2 separate regions of the Mus musculus genome follow, and region 1 is linked to region 2. Evidence: chromatin contacts called from public promoter capture Hi-C data. All regions are on one chromosome and are shown on one strand. The core of a region is the stretch at or near the end of the contact, and the rest is flanking DNA. Distances in the headings are between cores, read along the strand shown.

Evidence for each region. Capture Hi-C pulls out chosen DNA fragments and counts their contacts.
Region 1: a contact with region 2 is called in a promoter capture Hi-C map of adipose tissue. The contact joins the promoter of Klk8 here to the promoter of Ceacam18 in region 2. A contact is called at or near these places in 12 of 39 promoter capture datasets (the 3T3-L1 cell line, 3T3-L1-derived adipocytes, cranial neural crest and 6 more), 1 of 115 datasets of contacts at active chromatin or transcription factors (embryonic stem cells) and 1 of 9 other capture datasets (adipose tissue).

What each region holds. Positions count from the first base shown.
Region 1 is chr7:43,795,925-43,799,799 of GRCm38.p6, reverse strand. It overlaps Klk8 (kallikrein related-peptidase 8), which reads right to left and starts at 2,223. Exons shown (of 5, transcript NM_008940.3): 1 at 1,668-2,223; 2 at 1,017-1,176; 3 at 473-735. The coding sequence starts at 1,737. It overlaps Klk9 (kallikrein related-peptidase 9), which reads right to left. Exons shown (of 5, transcript NM_028660.3): 5 at 3,044-3,809. The coding sequence ends at 3,657.
Region 2 is chr7:43,632,372-43,636,300 of GRCm38.p6, reverse strand. It overlaps Ceacam18 (carcinoembryonic antigen-related cell adhesion molecule 18), which reads right to left and starts at 1,562. Exons shown (of 6, transcript NM_028236.1): 1 at 1,486-1,562. The coding sequence starts at 1,537.

The DNA of each region.
Region 1 (3,875 bases), core at 974-3,473, 160 kb before region 2:
CCCTACAGACTGTCCTCCGACCTTTGCATGTATTCTGGGGCATGCATATGTGCACGTGCTCATACATACACATATACACAAATAAATAGATATAATTTAAAAAAACCCAAAGTGCCCGTGCTTCACCACATGTATGTATTGAGATGGGGTCTGTCATTGAACCTGGATCATTAGGCTACGATGGTTGACTGACAAACCCTGGAACCCTCCTGTCTCCACCTCACAGCTGGCTTTAACAAGGTTGCTGGGGATCTGAACTCAAAGCCCCTCACACTTGCTAAGCAAGCACTTTACTTACAGTCCCCCTCCCCTTCCCCATAACACTTAATGTGCTCACTTTTCTCTTTCATTATCTTCTCTTAGGGTGTATGGAGGTCAGGGTATGTTGGGGAATGAGGTCTGCAATGGCTTGGGGTCCACTGGGGTGATTGCCTTCTCTTCACCCTCTTAGGTAGGGGGCCCAGCTCTTTACCTTGAGGGCTGGTGACAGTGCCCCAGCCTGATATGATGCACTTCTGGCCAACTTTGGGACACAGATTGGCCAGTTGGACCGGCTTCACCTTGTCCCCGAGGTTTGCTGAGTTCTGCAGTCGAATGAGCATTATATCGTGACTGTGATCTTCTGGGTTGCTGTTGTTGTAGCAAGGATGCTGGATAGACTGAGCCACCTGGATCTCCTGCTCCGGCTGATCTCTGCTCTGGAGGCTATGATCACCCAGACGCACGGAGTACTTCCTGCACAAGGAGGGGTGGAGGGGGTGAGGAGTGAGGGTGGATCTTGGAACCCAGAAGGAAGTTGGGGGTACTTGGGGGTTCTTTCCACTCCTTCTCCCTCAGAACCCATTCATCTTCCACCAAGCCCAGGAGTCCAGGCCCTAGCCTGTCTGCCTCAGATCCAGCAGTCCTCCTTAGCCCTCCTCCCTCAGACCCAAGTTTTAACTTCCTCCTCTTCCTCAAACAGAGCCCTGAGCCTCTTCCCTCCAGGTCCACCCACATGTGCCCAGCCCTTCACTCACTGTTTTTTGCAGTGGGCTGCCGTGAGGACCCATCTGTCTCCAACCAGGACACCCCCACAGATCAGTCTCTCGCCCTGGAACAAGGCTGCCTGCCAAGGCTGGGAGTGGGGTATACACTCTCGACCTTCCAGGATCTTGGAGCCCTGAGCTCTGGTGAGCCCTGCATCAGGAAGGAGAAGGGTGGGTCGCCACCCTCGATGTCAGAGCCCCAGCCAGGAAAGCCACTGTGGGTTCAAATGGACACACAGGCCAGTTCCTCTGCGGACCGTCTCTTATGCCTTCAACAGATAAGTTTCCAGCATCCATTGGAACATGGCCACATGTAAGTTCACTGAGACCTGAGAATAATCAACACTAGGCACAGCCCTCACCATGCTTCCACGCACGTCTACACGAGTTCTAGACATCCCCACACCAAATTCAGCTTTGTCTGACAGGCAATAAGAATCTCTTCCGCAGCCATGCATCTATGGGAAACTCAACCCACTTCCTCACCACTGAGTTGCTATCTCTACTCGCTACCAAGAAAGCTCCCCGGTCCCCAAGCCCACCACAGGCACCCACACACCCACGTGTCAGAAGGAACTCACTCAGAGTCCAGTAACCCCTACCCCACTGAAGGCCCTGGGTGGTGGGACCTGTTCCTCTCACCTGCCCACGCTCCCATGAACAGAAGCAGAAGGATCCACGGCTGGATTGCACAGGGTGGGGGGCGTCCCATGGTGGCCTCTGAGGAAGAGGGTGGAACTAAGAGGAAGTCCGAGGGAGGAGCCTGAGATCTTGTTGTCTGGGGAACTGGGGGAAGGAGGTGTTTCCGGAGCTGTCTTGAGTCTTGCTGGAGGATGGAGCTAGGGGCTGAGAAAGCTAGGGCAGAGCTCTAGATCCCCGAATTTTAGTGTGGGGGAGAGCTTGCTGTTGGGGATCCAGACATTATAAAGGAGTTCTGGCCCACTTGTGAGATTGGAGAGAAAGATCTGAGGCTGTGACTCCAACGTCCTGGGGAAGAGGGAGCTTAAGAGACCCGCTTGAAGATCCTGAGAGAAAGAATGTGAGCCTGGGGGTGGGAGGGTCCTGGGCTCAGAGAAAGGGGACCTCCCTGCGCCTGAGGTCCGTGTCTGGGGACCTCTGCGCCTCACCTTCCAGAATGCAAGGGGCGGGGTCACTCGGACTCGGTGGAAGAGGCCCCCGGACTTCCCTTCGGTGTGTCGGGTACAAGATTTTGCAGCCTTTTAACGAGGAAGCCCCGCCCACGGCCCCGCCTTCTGCCCGCACCTTGCTGCGGTGCGGCTGAACCCGCAAGCGCTCGAGGAGGGGCACGGGCTGGAGTGACTTTAGGAGGAGGGACTGGAGCCTCGGAAACCGAGGTGAGGACTAGAGGGGCAGTGCACCGACCCCCGGGGTAGAACGGAAGAGATGGGTCGGAGGGAGGCAACTGGAACCTGGGCTCGTGGGCCTGATGGAGGAGGGCTGGTATTTGGATATCTTGGTCTGAGAGAGAAGGAACAAAGCCTGGACCCGAGTCTGAGGGAGAAAAGTGAAAGCTTGAATCCCCGAGTCCGAGGGAAGTGAGTTGGGGTTTGAATACCTCATCTGAACCCCTGGATTTAAGGGAGGAGCTCTGATTTAGACTTCGGAGTTGGAGGGTGGAGGTTGAATCTGAAGAAGGACTGGGGTGTTCTGCAGGGTCTGAAGAAGCAGGGGGCTGGAATTAAGTTCTCTGTCCTTAATGAAGGATGGGCTTGAAACTGAATTTTGTGAAAATTGGGAAAGGCGGTGTTCTGGTTGGGGACTTTGAGGGCGGGTCAGGAACCAGCCCGGGGCATCTGGGTAGGCAGGTTAGGGTGGCGCTGTAACCTGGTTTCCCCTTCCTCCCAGGGCGGCGGGACCAGCCCTGGCTGAAGTCCCAAGGTGCTGCAATAAGCTTGTTGTTAAGGTTGCAGAGGTTCGGCCGGAGCAGGTTCGTTCATTTACCCTTTCCTCCCAACCTGTGCGCACCCTGTATCCCACATTACAGGCGACAGGAAGTGATCGTTCCTATGGTTTATTCTGATTCACCTGGGGGCTCTAGAGAGATCAATGCTCCCATCATCCTATGTCAAGAGTCAGACCCAAAACACACTCGGAGCAGAACCCAGAGCTGTTTGAGGTCCACGTGCGCAGAATAGGCGCAGTCCTAGCGTGACTAGGAGTGGGGACAAATGGGATGGAGTCCAGAGAAGAAATCCTATTGGGTGAAATATGAAGGGTTGCAGCAGCTATTTAGGGAAAGATATTTCTTGGCGGTGATCCTGAGGGTTGGGCTATTCCAGAGAATGGTGATTAAAATGGTGTAGCATGGGCCAGGAGCAAAGGAGGTGTGTCTCAGTTGGTTTTTTTTTTTTTTTTGAAGGGGCGTGGTTTTATTATAATTGTTTTGCCTGGGAGCAGACCCCAAGAGGGAAGATGACCTAAGTGGGAGGAGTCTTCGGGGGAGACTAAGGAGTGAAGTCTGAGGGTCCGAAGTCTGAGAGGGCGGAGTTTCATCATGGGGCGTGCGGGGGTGCTTTGACACGCATCAGAGAAGCTGGGGCTCTGGAATCCTGCAGCATCCTCTCATTCTACATCCGTCTTCCTCTCCAGTCTGTCCATCTTAGCATGAACTCAGTTTTTTTCCATGGTGCTTTCAATCCACTCCAGGTAGTCAAAGACGTTAGTGTAGACAGCGGGTCTCCGGGGTCTGGAACAAGGCTCAGATCCTCCAGACACTATACCTGCCAAGGTTCCTTCGCACACCAGGGGTCCCCCAGAGTCACCCTGTGCATGGTGAAGAACAGAGCTGTTAGCTGGGTCTATTCATGAGAATCATCGGAAGCTTCCTCC
Region 2 (3,929 bases), core at 313-2,812:
TCCCAGTACAGCTGGCTCTAGAGCTGGCTTAGTGGTTAAGAGCACTCACTGCTCTGGCAGAGGACCTGGCTTTGGCCCCCAGCACCAGAGTGGGTGGCTTACAACAATTGTAACTCCAGCCCCGGGGTCTTTGGTGCCCTTTTCTGGCCCCCACAGGTACATGCATACATGTGGTGAACACAGATACACTCAAGCACACACATACATATACCTAGAATAAAATACATTGAGTTTCCAGTTGAGGACTGATTTCCCCCCAGTCCCAAGTCCTTGTCTTATCCACTCTCTTCTTATCTTCTCAGCCCCACCCACTTCCCTTTGCTACTGGCCTCCCCAATCCATCCTTCACACAATAGACATGTGCATCTCAATAAAACACAAGATGTGACCTTGCTTTCCTCAGTTCCGTAACCTTCTGTGTATGCTGGTCCCCATCTCCATACACAGATCTCTGCTCCACTCTCCCCATTTGCAGTCTACCTGAGAACTCATTTCTCCTTCATCCTTAGCTCTGATGTCTCCTGACCAGCCTGGGCCAGGTGTCTCTTCTGGGCTTCCTAGCATCGTAGGATCCCCTTACCCTAGCCTTGACTACTTAGACATTTAGTTTGAGGGCAGACCTGTGAGGTCCAGGCAGGCAGGGCTTGGCTGTGCCAGTTAACACTGGGTATATAGCTTTCATGACTATCTGGGGAATAAATGCAGGGAAGCCCCTCTCAGACTGTCTGGCACAGTCTGCAGATATGAATTCATTGAAGTGGATGTGGATAGGGTAGGACTTGCCACCACCTTAGACACAAACTGGTATCCCCTACTCTGTAATGCCTGAGGTTTGACTATGGGGGAGGTAAAGGTACCTGAGATCCCACTCCATACTGCAGGGCGAACACTGACATATTCAAGACCAGTATCTGTGCCTCCTAGCACATCACAGTAGCTGTGAGTATCAGGGAGCATAAAGAGTCCTGAAGAAGAAGGGGATTAGAAAGAGACCCAGGCTGGACAGGAAGAGAATCCAGATAGCTAGGGGAAGCCTAAGGAACACAAAGTGGTTGCAGGGAGGTAGGGGTCCAAGTTTACCACTTTACATGGCAGGTAGATGTGTGTGTGTGTGTGTGTGTGTGTGTGTGTGTGTGTGTGTGTGTGTGTGTGTGTGTTCTTGCTGTGGTTGTATGTATGCATATGTCTGAGTCTGTGTGTCTCATCTGTCTCTGTTTCTGTGTGTGTGTGTTCTTGCTGTGGTTGTGTGTATTATATGCATATGTCTGAGTCTGTGTGTCTCATCTGTCTATGTCTCTATGGGTGTGAGATATACCCTAGATGTATGTGCTCATGAGAGTCCTGGTGAGGGACCTGGCTCCAACCCTCTTCCTGCTGCTTCCATCATAAAGCTTCTGAGTTATGCCTCAACAGATCTGTTTCCTGCTCCTTCCGAGCTTCTCCCCTCCCCCCTAGGCTCAGAAAGCAGATTTTCTCCCCTCTTACCCACAAGGGTGAGCCACCTCCAGGGGCTAAAGCTAGGCCTAGAAAAGTCCATGGACTTCTTGGGTCCTCCAGAGCTCGGCAGGTTCTGCAATGTCCCTGCCCTGCCCTCCCCTCTTCGTGTGGCTCCTCCTAGAAAGGACTCTGCCCGGCAGTGAGGGCAGACCTACGGCTGCACGTCTTATCTTTATAGCTCTATGTCATCTTCCAGCTTTTGCTTATCTCATTTTTATACCTATTAATGTTTTTATGACTATGACACAAACAACACCAGCTTCTTGCTAGTTTTCAAAAACTGGGAAATACTAAAAAGCAGTTACAAAGACAAGAGCATCATGTGTCTTTTGGTTGTTTAATTTTTTTCCTCCAGTACTGGGGATTGAACACAGGACTTTGCATGCTAGGCAAAGGCTCTACCATTGAGCTATATTCCCAACCACAAACAGCATTTGTGTGTGTGTGTGTGACACACACGTGTAAGGTTAGAGGATATGAAGGAGTATGTGGGTCCTAGGGATTAAACTCAGGTCATCAGGTTTGGTGGCAAGGAGTTTGACAGCAAAAGACCATTACATTTTAACCTATGTCTCCTTTCCATTTTAGCTGGCATTCGTGTTCAGGGCTGTGATTAATCTTTTAATTGCTTTGTCTCGGTTTATGACTATGCTCTTTCTACAGAATAATTCCCCATGACACACTCCCTCATGTTCTTCACTGGGTCATTTTTAAAGACCTGTACTAACTCCATTCAAGTGAAACTTCATGAAGCCGCACACACACACGAGACACATCTGGCAATAAATCACTTTAGGATGGGTTTTCTCCCTTTAAAAGAAGGGAGCAGACAGTGCTCTCTCTGTGTGTCTAGTGGGGTTAAGTCCTAGGTGATTTTGACAATTTCCCAGGCTCCTCTACCCTCTTACTCTGTGATGCTCCTGTCTCCCACCTCCTGACCCAAGATGGCAGCTGATGCTTTGTCCCCGCATCACCGAGCAGGAAGTAGGAAGTCTCAGGAAGAACCCCCGAGTGAGGGACACTTTCTGACAGTGGCTCACAACACTTCTGCCTGTATCTCATGGCGGCACCCTTAACTGCAGGGAAAACTACTGGATGTAACTTACCTGTAGATGTCTGTCTCTACTGCCGAGCCACATGCACAGATTATGGAGACAGGATCTCCTATGATAGCCTTGTCTACCCTGAAACTTGTGAGTACCTTGTTTCTACTTCCTGGATTCGGGGATCACAGCTATGTGTTACCATCTCTAACTATATCTATAGTTTCTCATCAAAAGAACAAAAACACCACCATCCTCCCCAGGGCAAGGTCTTCCATTCAAACACTGATATCTGGAAATACTCTCATGGTCACACCCAGACATGTTTCATCCAAACACGTTCACACTGGCATACAGAGTTAACTGTTGCACTCAGGTGTCCCAAATTAGCTGAGCCAATCTCTTACCTACCATCATCAAACTCAAGGGCAGATGTTTACACTGCAGTGAATGAAGCAGAGCCACGACATTGCTCCTGTGGTGTGCAGAACCATGGACCAACAGACTCCTCTTCCTGGCTCATAAGAGAGCACCTTCTCAGTGGAATCTTTCATAAGGACACTAATTCAACACTGAGATTCTACCTTCTGGAGGCTCTCGCCTCTTAGTGCCATCATCATGGAAGTTAAGAATACAACATATTTTAGAGGAACTCAAATATTCAGGTCATTAAAAAAAAATAGAGCCTGGTGTGGTGGCACACACTGTAGTGAGAATTCTGGAATTTTGGTTTCTTTAAAAAAAGAGAAATATTATATGTTTTTGCTTTAATCCTGGGTGTGAGATGTAGAGCTGTTGCAGGATATTTGATCATACTGTGGACCCCAAGATTGTGTTATTTACTGAAAACACCTGTTTCTAGTTGTGGTGTGGCTCCGCCCTTAGCACCTACTTTTAATCCCTCTGCCTGGAACAGACACACCCTTAGTACACACACCTTTAATCCCAAACAATGAAGGTTAAGTTAGGTTGTAGAAGGAAGCACTCATGTTTGAAAGTGATGTCTAATTGAGTGGTAGAGAAAGTGATGCTTCCTTCTCTATGCTTTTGTCCTTTCTTTCTCTCTTACCTAATGTTAGAGTGTTGAGAGTGTAGAAAAAGGGTACAGAAGGGTGGAAGCAAGAAGAACCCACAAAGTAGCTAAAGACAGCTACACCATGCTTTTAATCCCAGCACTCAGGAGGCAGAGGCAGTTGGATCCCTGTGAGTTAGGGGGCAGATGTCAAGGTTCTCTACTCCTTCCTCAAGAGGGCTTCTAACATCTCTTTGGCCTCTGGCTCTGAGGTGTTTTTCTGTTCTCTGCAGATGATTTCTACCCCCCTGTAGGCCTGAGGTTTGCTCTCTCACAGCAGCTCCAGCCCCAGTGTCCATTCTCTTTGGTGATCCCTC